3 separate regions of the Sus scrofa genome follow, and all the other regions are linked to region 3. A link is a contact called in public Hi-C and HiChIP or PLAC-seq data. All regions are on one chromosome and are shown on one strand. The core of a region is the stretch at or near the end of the contact, and the rest is flanking DNA. Distances in the headings are between cores, read along the strand shown.

What was found. Hi-C and Micro-C count contacts between places; a contact is called where the count stands out from the background. HiChIP or PLAC-seq counts read pairs in DNA pulled down with a chosen protein or histone mark.
Region 1: a contact with region 3 is called in an H3K27ac HiChIP or PLAC-seq map of skeletal muscle. The contact joins the promoter of LOC102160998 here to the promoter of KMT5A in region 3. A contact is called at or near these places in 1 of 5 promoter capture datasets (fetal liver), 3 of 47 Hi-C or Micro-C datasets (retroperitoneal adipose tissue and skeletal muscle) and 2 of 2 datasets of contacts at active chromatin or transcription factors (alveolar macrophages and skeletal muscle).
Region 2: a Hi-C map of skeletal muscle shows a contact between it and region 3, with 3 times the contacts expected there. The contact joins the promoter of CDK2AP1 here to the promoter of KMT5A in region 3. A contact is called at or near these places in 1 of 5 promoter capture datasets (liver) and 2 of 47 Hi-C or Micro-C datasets (heart right ventricle and skeletal muscle).

What each region holds. Positions count from the first base shown.
Region 1 is chr14:29,422,913-29,426,080 of Sscrofa11.1, reverse strand. It overlaps LOC102160998 (collagen alpha-1(I) chain-like), which reads left to right and starts at 1,580. Exons shown (of 2, transcript XM_005670587.3): 1 at 1,580-2,533. The coding sequence starts at 1,602. It overlaps RILPL1 (RILP-like protein 1), which reads right to left and starts at 1,961. Exons shown (of 7, transcript XM_001925355.7): 1 at 1,130-1,961. The coding sequence starts at 1,438.
Region 2 is chr14:29,629,252-29,632,725 of Sscrofa11.1, reverse strand. CDK2AP1 (cyclin dependent kinase 2 associated protein 1) reads right to left here and starts at 1,642. Exons shown (of 4, transcript NM_001190166.1): 1 at 1,333-1,642. The coding sequence starts at 1,387.
Region 3 is chr14:29,542,009-29,545,200 of Sscrofa11.1, reverse strand. KMT5A (N-lysine methyltransferase KMT5A) reads left to right here and starts at 1,685. Exons shown (of 7, transcript XM_021072264.1): 1 at 1,685-1,817.

The sequences.
Region 1 (3,168 bases), core at 331-2,830, 120 kb after region 3:
GCAAACTGGAACTCAGAGACTGAGCGTCAATGAGCTTAGTGGCTAGAGGTCATATCCTCTTGGCTCTGGAGGGTTCTAGAGGAGGATGAAGAAAGGGGCCTGGTGTCCTAGCTTCTTAGGTGACACTGAAGGGCAGAGGGACTTATTTCATTTCTGGAAAAGAATAACATTACTTAAGCACTCAATTTTTTATTATTTTTTTGTCTGTGTCTGCAGCATGTGGAGGTTCTGGAGCCAGGAGTCGAACCCTTCCCACATAGCAACCCAAGCCACTGCAGGGACAGCTGGATCCTTAACCTGCTGAGCCTCAGCGGGAACTCCTAGCTAAGTACTTTAGAAAACATCCCATTTAATTCTCTTTTTTCCTTTAAATTTGCCATTTTAACTTTTTTTTTTTTTTTTTTTTTTTGGCTGCACCTGCATGCTTAAGTTTCTGGGACAGGGACTGAATGTGCACCACAGCAGTGACAATACCAGGTCCTTAACCCACTTAGCCACCAGGAAACTCCCCCATTTAATTCTTTTTTCTTTTTTTTTCTTTTGCTATTTCTTTGGGCCGCTCCCGTGGCATATGGAGGTTCCCAGGCTAGGGGTCCAATCGGAGCTGTAGCCACCGGCCTACGCCAGAGCCACAGCAACGCAGGATCCGAGCCGCGTCTGCGACCTACACCACAGCTCACGGCAACGCCGGATCGTTAACCCACTGAGCAAGGGCACGGACTGAACCCTCAACCTCATGGTTCCTAGTCGGATTCGCTAACCACTGCGCCACGACGGGAACTCCCCCCCATTTAATACTTAAAAGGTGGATCCTATTAGTATCACCATCTGATATGTGGGGAAATAAAGCACAGAGAGGTTAAATAACTTACTCAAGGTCACACAGCTATTAAATGGTAAAAGTAGGACCGGAACTTAGGTCTGACTCCAAAGAACTACCCTTAATCTCTGGGGGTGGTATATGCCAGGTCCCCTAGACTGGGCAAAAGAGGGCCGGGGCCTCCATCCCTATCCCTGTTGCCTATTCTCTGTGTACACATAAGTGTCACCTACAGTTGTCCTATACGAAAGGGCCCCTAGGTCCCAGCTGCTCCATTGCCCGGATGGGCAGACTGAGGCTACTGCCCACCTTCTGGTGCTTGCGCTCCTTCTCGATGCGGTCCATCCTCTCCAGGCGCAGACGATCCAGCTCGAGGCGCAGCTCGTCCAGCTCTGGTGCGACGTGGTGGCGGCTGACCAGCACCTCCAGGATCTCCAGGACGCGCACGACCTTGGGCATGAGGCGCGCGATGGCCTCGCAGCCGTGCTGGTCGATGACCCGCTCGAACTCGTGGCCCACGAGCGACGCGATGTCGTACACGTCCATGACGGTCAGCTCCGCCACATTCTTCTCCAGCGCTGACTCGGCTGCTAGCGCCGACCCCCGGTCCTCCTCCATGGCCCCCCGCCCGGCCTCTCCCTCACCCCGCAAACTAGTGCAACTCCCAAACTTGCCGCTGTCGAGGGCAGCGCCGGGCCGGGCCCACCTCCCTCTGCCGCCGCCGGCCCGCGCTTAGCTGGTCCTCCGGCGAGGGCGCACCGGGCGGGCGGCGGGCGTCGGCATGGGCGGAGGCGACCGGCCGGGAGCCAGAGGTCAGCGCGCCGGGTGCGGGTCTCCGCGCCCCGCTCGGCCCAGAGCCTGCTCCCCAGTGGGGGGAGAAGGAGGAGGAGACGGAGGCGAGGAAAGCGCGCGCGTGCGCAGGCCCGCGGCGCCTCCCAAGTTGGGAATCCGAGTTGGGCGCAATGGAGGCGCGGGGTCTAGCTGGAGAGGGGGCCCCCACTGCCCTCGGAAACAGTCCTCGCCCGAAGCTCGCCCACACGCCCGGGGCCTGGAAAGGAAGGGCGGCCGCGGCTCCTCCGGGAAACTTTGTCCGCGGCGACGCTGGGTGACCGGCTCCCCCCGCAGGGATGCCACGCGCCCCGCCCTGATCCCGGCCTGGAGAGGGGCGCGCCCAGCTTCCGCCGCCCGAGGGCGCCCTGGGGCCCCCACGGGCACCGCACCCCCACCCGCCGACTCCGCAGCCCCCCGCCCCCCCGGACCCCCAGCTCCACCCGCGGGACCTTCCTTCCCGCCTGCAGCCGGATCCCCCAGCGTGTCCGGAGGCGCCACCCCCTCCTCGGGCCCGGTCCTGGCTCCTCCTTTCCCACTCCCGCCTGGAGGGGTCAAACTAGCCCGGAGGAGAGGGAGTGGAGGCGGTGGGGATGGGGGTCGCCGGTCTCTGGACGATTCACAGCGTCAGCGGGCAGCCCCAGCTTTGGAGAGAAAAGGAGGGTTCCGGAGGTGGACTATGGGGTGGGGAGTCGAGGACCCGCCTCACCGACCTGGTCACCAGGCAGACCTGGCGACGCCAGGCCCTGTGCTCCAGGAGAGGCGCCCGGGAGAAGGGCAGAAGAGTGGTGCGGTCCTCTGGTCCCTGAGCCGCCGGGCTACGCTGCCTGCCGGGCCACGTCCATTAGTGGCTCCTTATGACATAAACACCACTTCACAGAGAAGGTGAGGCCGGGGTTTGGATTTCAGCTTTCTTGTCCCGAGCCCTCTTTCTTTTGACCTGGCTAAATCCGCTAGTCCATCAGACCACCCATCCCCGCCCAGGTGAGCCTTCCCTGAACCCACAACCCCACCCTTCGCACCCTCACGCATGGGTAATTAGGGACCTGCTTTTGCATCCACACAGCCTGCTGCCTACTCCCATAAAACTGCTCTTAGCACAGTGAGTTTTAACGTAGTTACAGGTAGCCTCCCCCATCAGATTGTGAGCTCCTTGAAGGCAGGAAAAAAAAAAAAAAAAACCTTTAATGTCTTTGTAGCTATAAAATCCACCCCAACCTGATACATGTGGATTAAAACTGAAGACTTTCAAAGTTTAAAATGTACTGAGAGTGGGTTAAAGATCAGGTATTGCTGTGAGCCGTGGTGTAGGTCGCAGACAGGGGTGGGATTCCACATTGCCCTGGTGTAGGCTGGCAGCTGCAGCTCCCATTCTACCCCTGGCCTGGGAATTTCCATACCCCGCAGGTGCAGCCCTAAAAAGCAAAAAATTAATAAATTAAGTAATTAAAATGCACTGAGCATTTGCTTCATATTTAGTTTAAAAATATATAGTGTTTACCATGTGCCAGATGTTATTC
Region 2 (3,474 bases), core at 393-2,892, 88 kb before region 3:
ATTTGACCAACTTAGCTATCCCCCACCCAATCACATCCTGAATCTTAACCCTTTCCACTCCCCAATCTGTGTCTAAGAAGTTAAAAAATAAATAAATATTTATTTATTTACATGCATTGCTTTTCTGGGTCCCCTATAGGATTTTTGGAGTTATGGAGTCAACCATTTGGAGACAAGGCTCAAAACTTTCGGACAACTGCCAGCGTGGCATTTCGGACCAGAGACGCCAGTCTCCTCCCCGCCAATCACACCCCCCCACGCCCCCACGCGCCTAGCTTTTTGGAAGTTTGTTTCCCACCAAGAGTCCAAAGGAGAAGGGCTATAGTGAAGGGAAAGAGCAAATCACCCCCGAACCCCACAATTTTACCCTCCCCTCCCCCCGGTGCCTTTCGTCCTTGGGAGGAGACCCTGGACACAGCCTAAAGCTGCCTGACAACTTCTGGAGGAGTTTCCTGGGACCGTCCAGTTCCAGCCCCAAGGAAGGGAGAGGACGGCCCCTAGGCTTCTGCGGGAGGGGACCTTCCAAACCCAGAGTTGGGGGCTCAAGATGCGGGGCCCCGAAATGCGGGCCCCAGGCCGAAATGCCGCCCCCACCCTCCGCCTGCAGGCACTCCGAAACCCCGGGTCTTCAACTTCGCTCATTCTGCCGCACACGCCTGAGGGGACCTTGCCGCGAGCCCCATTTTGGGCACCCCGCTCCCACGCGCCAGGCCGAGCCGCCACCGATGATGTCCCCTGCACCGCCGGTGACCCCAGCGGCCCCGGGCCCTCAGGGCGGGCTGCACTTGGCACGCTCGCCACCCCGCAGCGCTGCCGCGCGTGGCCTAACCTTGCTCACGTGCACGCAGCAGTCTCGGCCCCCGCCCGGGCTTGACCCCCGCTCCCCAAGGGCGGCCCGCGCCCCGCTCCCGGAGCCCCGCTCCCCGCGCGGCCCGGCCGCTCCCGACTCCCGCCGGCAGGGGCCCTCGCCGAGCCGCCCAAAAGCCGGAGGAAAACGGAGCCGAGAAAGCCTCCCCCGCCCTCGCTCGCCGCGCTCCCCGCGAGCCCTCAGCCGCCGGCGTGGGGGGGACCGCGGCGGCAGCCAGCGCCCCGGGCCCCGGCCCGGCCCGAGGCCCGGCGCGGCACAGGGCGCACCAGCGAACTTTGGCGGCGTGGGCGCCAGAATCATGGCGGCGGCGGCGGCGGCCCCGCTGCCCCGGGCCGGGACCCGGTGCCTGCCACCCCCGGCCGCCGCGGGTCCCCGGGAGCCGGGGCCGGGGCCGGGCGCGCGGGCCCTCAACTTGGCCGCACTTGGGGCGCGGCGCACGCGGCCCGCAGGGCGCACTCACTTACCGGCGTTGAGGGAGGCGGCGGGCATGTGCGCGGTCAAGTTCGGTTTGTAAGACATCCCCCCGAGCGGCGGGGCGCGCCGGGGCGCAGCGGGGCCAGGCCCGCGAGGGCGACGGCGGCGGCGAGGCCGGACGGCGGCGAGGCGGCCCCGGCGTCCGTGCGCCCGTCCGTGCGCCCGCCGAGCTCCCGCGCACTTTTTGTTGTTGACGGCTCGGGCCGCACCGGCAAATATGGCCGTCCCTCACCCTGACACCCGCTGCAGTATATCACCCATACATCGGGCGGGCGCGCGGGCGCAGGGGCGGCCGCAAACTTTGAGCGGAGCCAGCGGGGCCGGCCCGGGCCGGGAGGGGGCGGCCCGGCGCGCCGCGGCCCGGCGTCAGGGGGCGGCTCCGCCCGCTGCCGCGCCCCGCGCCTCCGGGCGCGCTCGGCGCCCGCAACTTGGCAAAGTTTGGGGGGCTGGGGTCCCGGCGGCGCCCGAGGCCCGCGTGGGTCCCTTTCTTCTTCTACGCAGGCGGCGCCTGAAGATTTGTTCTTTTACCGATTAATTTTTTTAATAGCTAGGTAGGATTGCAGAATTACTTTTTTCCCCCTGGACTGTGGGGGCAGGGATGGAAAATTACCTGGAGAAAATGGTGGCGAGTGGTATTTTTAAGCGCGTAGATCTTTCCAGACGCCAAGGTCTGGCTACACCCCAGAGTAAGAACAACCAATTTTTGACATTGATTTCAAATAAATTTCACGTCCCTGTCGGTATTAAGTGGTTTTAACCCTTTAGGGGCCTAGACACCTTTGAGACTGTACAAAAGCCAGCAGCCTCCTCCCCTGGAAAATACACCCGAACATTCACACAATTTTGCATCTTAACACATTCAGATACTTAAGAAGCGCCTACTGTGTGCGGTGCACTGTTCCAGGTGCTAAAGATACAGAATAAACTTGACAAAGTTTCTTCTCTCCTGGAGAATTTTTTTGCAATTTTTGACTCTCCTCTACCCCCACCCCAGCCCACTTCTCAGATCTGACTGAAACACAATCACCAAATGTATTTTGCATTAGGTGATGAAGCTTTTGAAGGTATTATTTCTTGGAGTTCTGCTTGAATAGTAAATCTTGTCAAAATACAAGAGATGCCCACCCTTTTCTGCCCTTTGTAATCGCCATGCTTTGCCGAATTTTTTTGATTAGCCACAGACATTCAGATACATCCGGATCTACTGAGGAAGGCATCAACCTTTTTGCCTGAAAGCAAAGGGACACCATCCATGCCTTCCCTCCATCCCTTTAGGAATGAAGGTACAGGTGACACTCCCTTCTCAGCACCCCTTGTGATAAGCTTTAGGCTGGTTCAGCCAAGAATGTTCAGTGATTCTGCTGTTAGGCACCGGGGACTATATCCAATCGCTTGTGATAGAACATAATGGAAGATAATGTGAGAAGTGTGTGTAAGTATATATATATATGTGTGTATGTATGTATATATGTATGAATGACTGAGCTCTTTGCTGTACAGCAGACATTGACAAGAACATTGTAAATCAACTATAATAAAAAAAAATTTTTTAGGTGTTCCCATCATGGCTCAGCGGCAACAAACCCGACTAGTATCTATAAGGATGCAGGTTCGATCCCTGGCCTTGCTCAGTGGGTTAAGGATCTAGCATTGCCGTGAGCTGTAGTGTAGGTCACAGACTCGGCTCAGATCCTGAGCTGCTGTGGCTATGGCATAGGCTGGCAGCTATAGCTCTGATTCAACCCCTTAGCCTGAAAATTTCTATATGCTACGGGTACAGCCCGAAAAAGACAAAGACAAAAAAAAAAAAAAAAAAAACACGTTTTTTTTTAAGAATGCTCAGTGAAATTTTTTTCACGAATAAATTAATATCACCCTTTTGCTACCCTGCCTCTAGAGGACCAGTACTCTAGAGTAGCATTGTCTAAAAGAAAAGTATTGCAGGCCACGCAAATAATTTAAAAGTTTTAGTAGTCACATTTTAGAAAGTAAGAACTGGTGAAATTAATCTCAATTATAACATAGTTTATTTAACATAATATACCCCAAAATGGTATGATTTTGATACATAATGAATATAAAGCAATTATTAAGATACTTTACATTCTTTTTTATGATACTAAACTCTTCAA
Region 3 (3,192 bases), core at 436-2,935:
CCCACCTGATTCTCTCCATTCTTCCCATCATATACTCTATTCCAATCACACTGGGTTTCTTTTTCTATCCCAAGACAACCAAGCTTATCCCCACTTCCAGGCATTTACACTCATTATTGCCTCTACTTATAAGTACCTTCTCCCTTAAGACTCTCTTATTTAGGGTATAACCTAAAGCCACCAACTCAAAGAGGACTTCTCTGACTTCACCAATCTATAGAAGTAATGATCTCCCCAATCACACTCTGTAAAATTCCCTATTTTCATTTCACTCATAGCATTAATCACTACTTAATATTATCTTTTAAAATGTGGCTTCTTGTTTGTTTCTTCCCTAAAAAATATGAGAATGGGGAGTTTGCTGCTGATCAATAGTTGAGGACTTGGTGTTGTCACTGCTGTGGCTTGGACAACTGCTGTGGCTCAGGTTTGATCCCTGGCCTAGGAACTTTGACATGCCAAGGGTGCAGCCAAAAGTAAATTTAAAGAAAAATGGTAGATCTGTCTTATTTGCCACTGTATCCTTGGGGGACCAGACATTCCAATAAATGCTGAATTAATGCATTTTAGAGAAAGTAAAAACCTCTAAGTATTTATGGAAGCTGGAAGGAATCTTGGAGATCACAGACCAACTCCAAGATTTGACAGCTGTGTAAGCTGAGCTTCGGAGAGCTGAAATGACATACCAAAGGGCCCACGGTGAGTGACAGAATGGTCACTTTCTGCTTTTCACATAACATCACCTCATTTTGCTCTCCCTGCTTTCCTGGTGCAATGACAGGGTCTTTGGGCAATAGTGGGCCTTCCAAAATTTTTTTGGGAACCAAAGAGAGAGAATGGATGAGTGACCTCTGCTCATATCTCCAGGAGGGGTCCCCAGGAAAGAGCTGTAACTGGACACTTTAACTGTGTTCAAAGCAAAAAATACCCACGACACCTGTGTTTCTCTGGGAACTTACCAACCGAGGCTCTCCCAGAGTGGGAAAAGGTGCAGAGTTGTTTCCCTAGGGTTAAGGTAGCCCTCTAGTGGACTAACAGTCAAAAGACTGATCTAGGACCTGCAATTAAACTGCTGGTGACATTGGGCAGCAAGTAAGTTACTTGTTAAAATTGGTCCTCTGTTTCCCCATCTCTAAAATGGTTGGGATATGCTGGGCTAGGATCGCTGTGGACTGAGAATTTGACTCAGTTGGTAGGAGCCGTGCCCGCGGGCTTTGAATATTGGAACAGACTCGATAAACCTTTCAACTCGATAAACCTTGACCTGCTGGAATGGTCAAGGTGCTGCAGATGTTAAACTGCTGGGGGCTAGGCTTCCCAGGTCATAAGGGGAGGTCGAGGGGTCAAAGGTCGTGTTCCGGTCAAACCCACTAAAAACCGGAAGTCCCGAGTGGGTCTACTCAGAGCTGGGGCCTCCAGCCACATGACTAAACCTTCCGAGGCGGAGCTTCAGCAGCCGGAGAGGGCGGAGTTTGGGGGCCTCCCAATGGCAGCGTCGGTGTCCTTCCAGTGCAACCTATCAACGTGGGGCGACGGTAAAATTTAAACCCCCCCCTCCTCTGGGACCTGTCCTGAAAGCGTTTGTAGAAAGTGCGGCCACTCGCCCCGCCCCTGCCATGGAGGCGGGGAGAAGGGCGGGCTTTCGCTCTCAAGTTCGCCTATCATAGCTGGCAATTTGGGGAGAGGCAGGCGCTGGCGCCAATCAGCGCAGCAGCCGGTACCCGGCGGAGCAGTTGGCTACAGTTGTTGCAACTTTTTTCGAAAGCTGCGTTTCCCGGGAGATCCTATGCGGTGACAGAGCGGGGCTATGGCTAGAGGTATTGGCCCAAGTGGCCAGCGCCGGGGCAGCTGCGGTGGGGGGTCGCGCTGGAGGCGGGACTGAGGTAGCGGGAGTGGCGGCGGGGAGGCGCTCTGCCGCGGGCTGCTCGGACCGAGCGCGGGGACAGGTGGGGGCGCGGGGGGAGGGGCTGCGGAACCTTCTCATCCCCACCCTCGCTCCGGTACCCCCCCAGAAACCCGTTCCACTCCCGTTCCTCGGTTTTCCCTCTCTAAACTGTGGGCACTCGGTGGCCTGCCTCTCCGGAGGCAATGGGGCCATATGTCAAAGCTGTTTGGAAACTAAAGCGCAGGGCACCTCCAGGGAATGGTTGTTATTGATACAAATAGGGGAGAGAGCGAGGCATCGTCTGCTTAGGGGTTCTCTCTGGTTGGGAAGGAAAGCAACCCGGAGGCGAGGGCGCAGATCGGTAATTTACAAGGTGGGGAGCGCGTCGGAGTGGACACCGCGGCGGGCGCCTTCCCCACAACCTGAGTCAGCTCTGCGCCGCCGGGCGGGGACGGGCCCCGCTGGCCCACTTTGGGTTGACACGGGTCCCCTGCCACCTCCTGGGGCGGCCCTTCTCCCCATAGCTGATCAGGACTTTTGCCCACGGGACAAGGCTTGGTGGGATTGTGCAGCCGCGAGGGAAGTGAAGTCCCTGTCTGAAGTTCCTTGTACAGTTTACTGGCAGAATAGTAAGACCCATGTTATGCGGCAAAGTGATCTCCAACCGCTGATCACGTCCAGCTGCTGTGTCTCCTTCATGCAAAAACTTGAGCGTGACGATTCACTTGAATTATTATTTAAAAGAAGTTGAGGTTTAACATTTTCTCAAAAGTCCAAGTTCTTACATATTAGTAGGAATTTGCCTTAATGCAGTATCTTCCTTTTGTGATCATAATGAATAAAATAAGGATTCATTTAGCAAATATTTATTGGGCTTCTCTGTTTTCAGCCCCTGCACCCAGTTGCATCATTTATTCTCCCAGCTTCCCTTTAGGGTCTTTTGGGACATGACTTACCTAGATTATGATTAAGAAATGAGGCAGGAGTTCCCGTCGTGGCGCAGTGGTTGAAGAATCCGACTAGGAACCATGACGTTGCGGGTTCGGTCCCTGCCCTTGCTCAGTGGGTTAATGATCCGGCGTTGCCATGAGCTGTGGTGTAGGTTGCAGACGCGGCTCCGATCCTGCGTTGCTGTGGTTCTGGCGTAGGCTGGCAGCTACAGCTCCGATTAGACCCCTAGCCTGGGAACCTCCATATGCCGCGGGAAGGGCCCAAGAAATAGCAAAAAAAGACGAAAAAAGAAAAAAAAAAAAGAAAAGAAATGAGGCATAGTGAACTTCACAAGAGCTTCACAACCCAGTCCACAG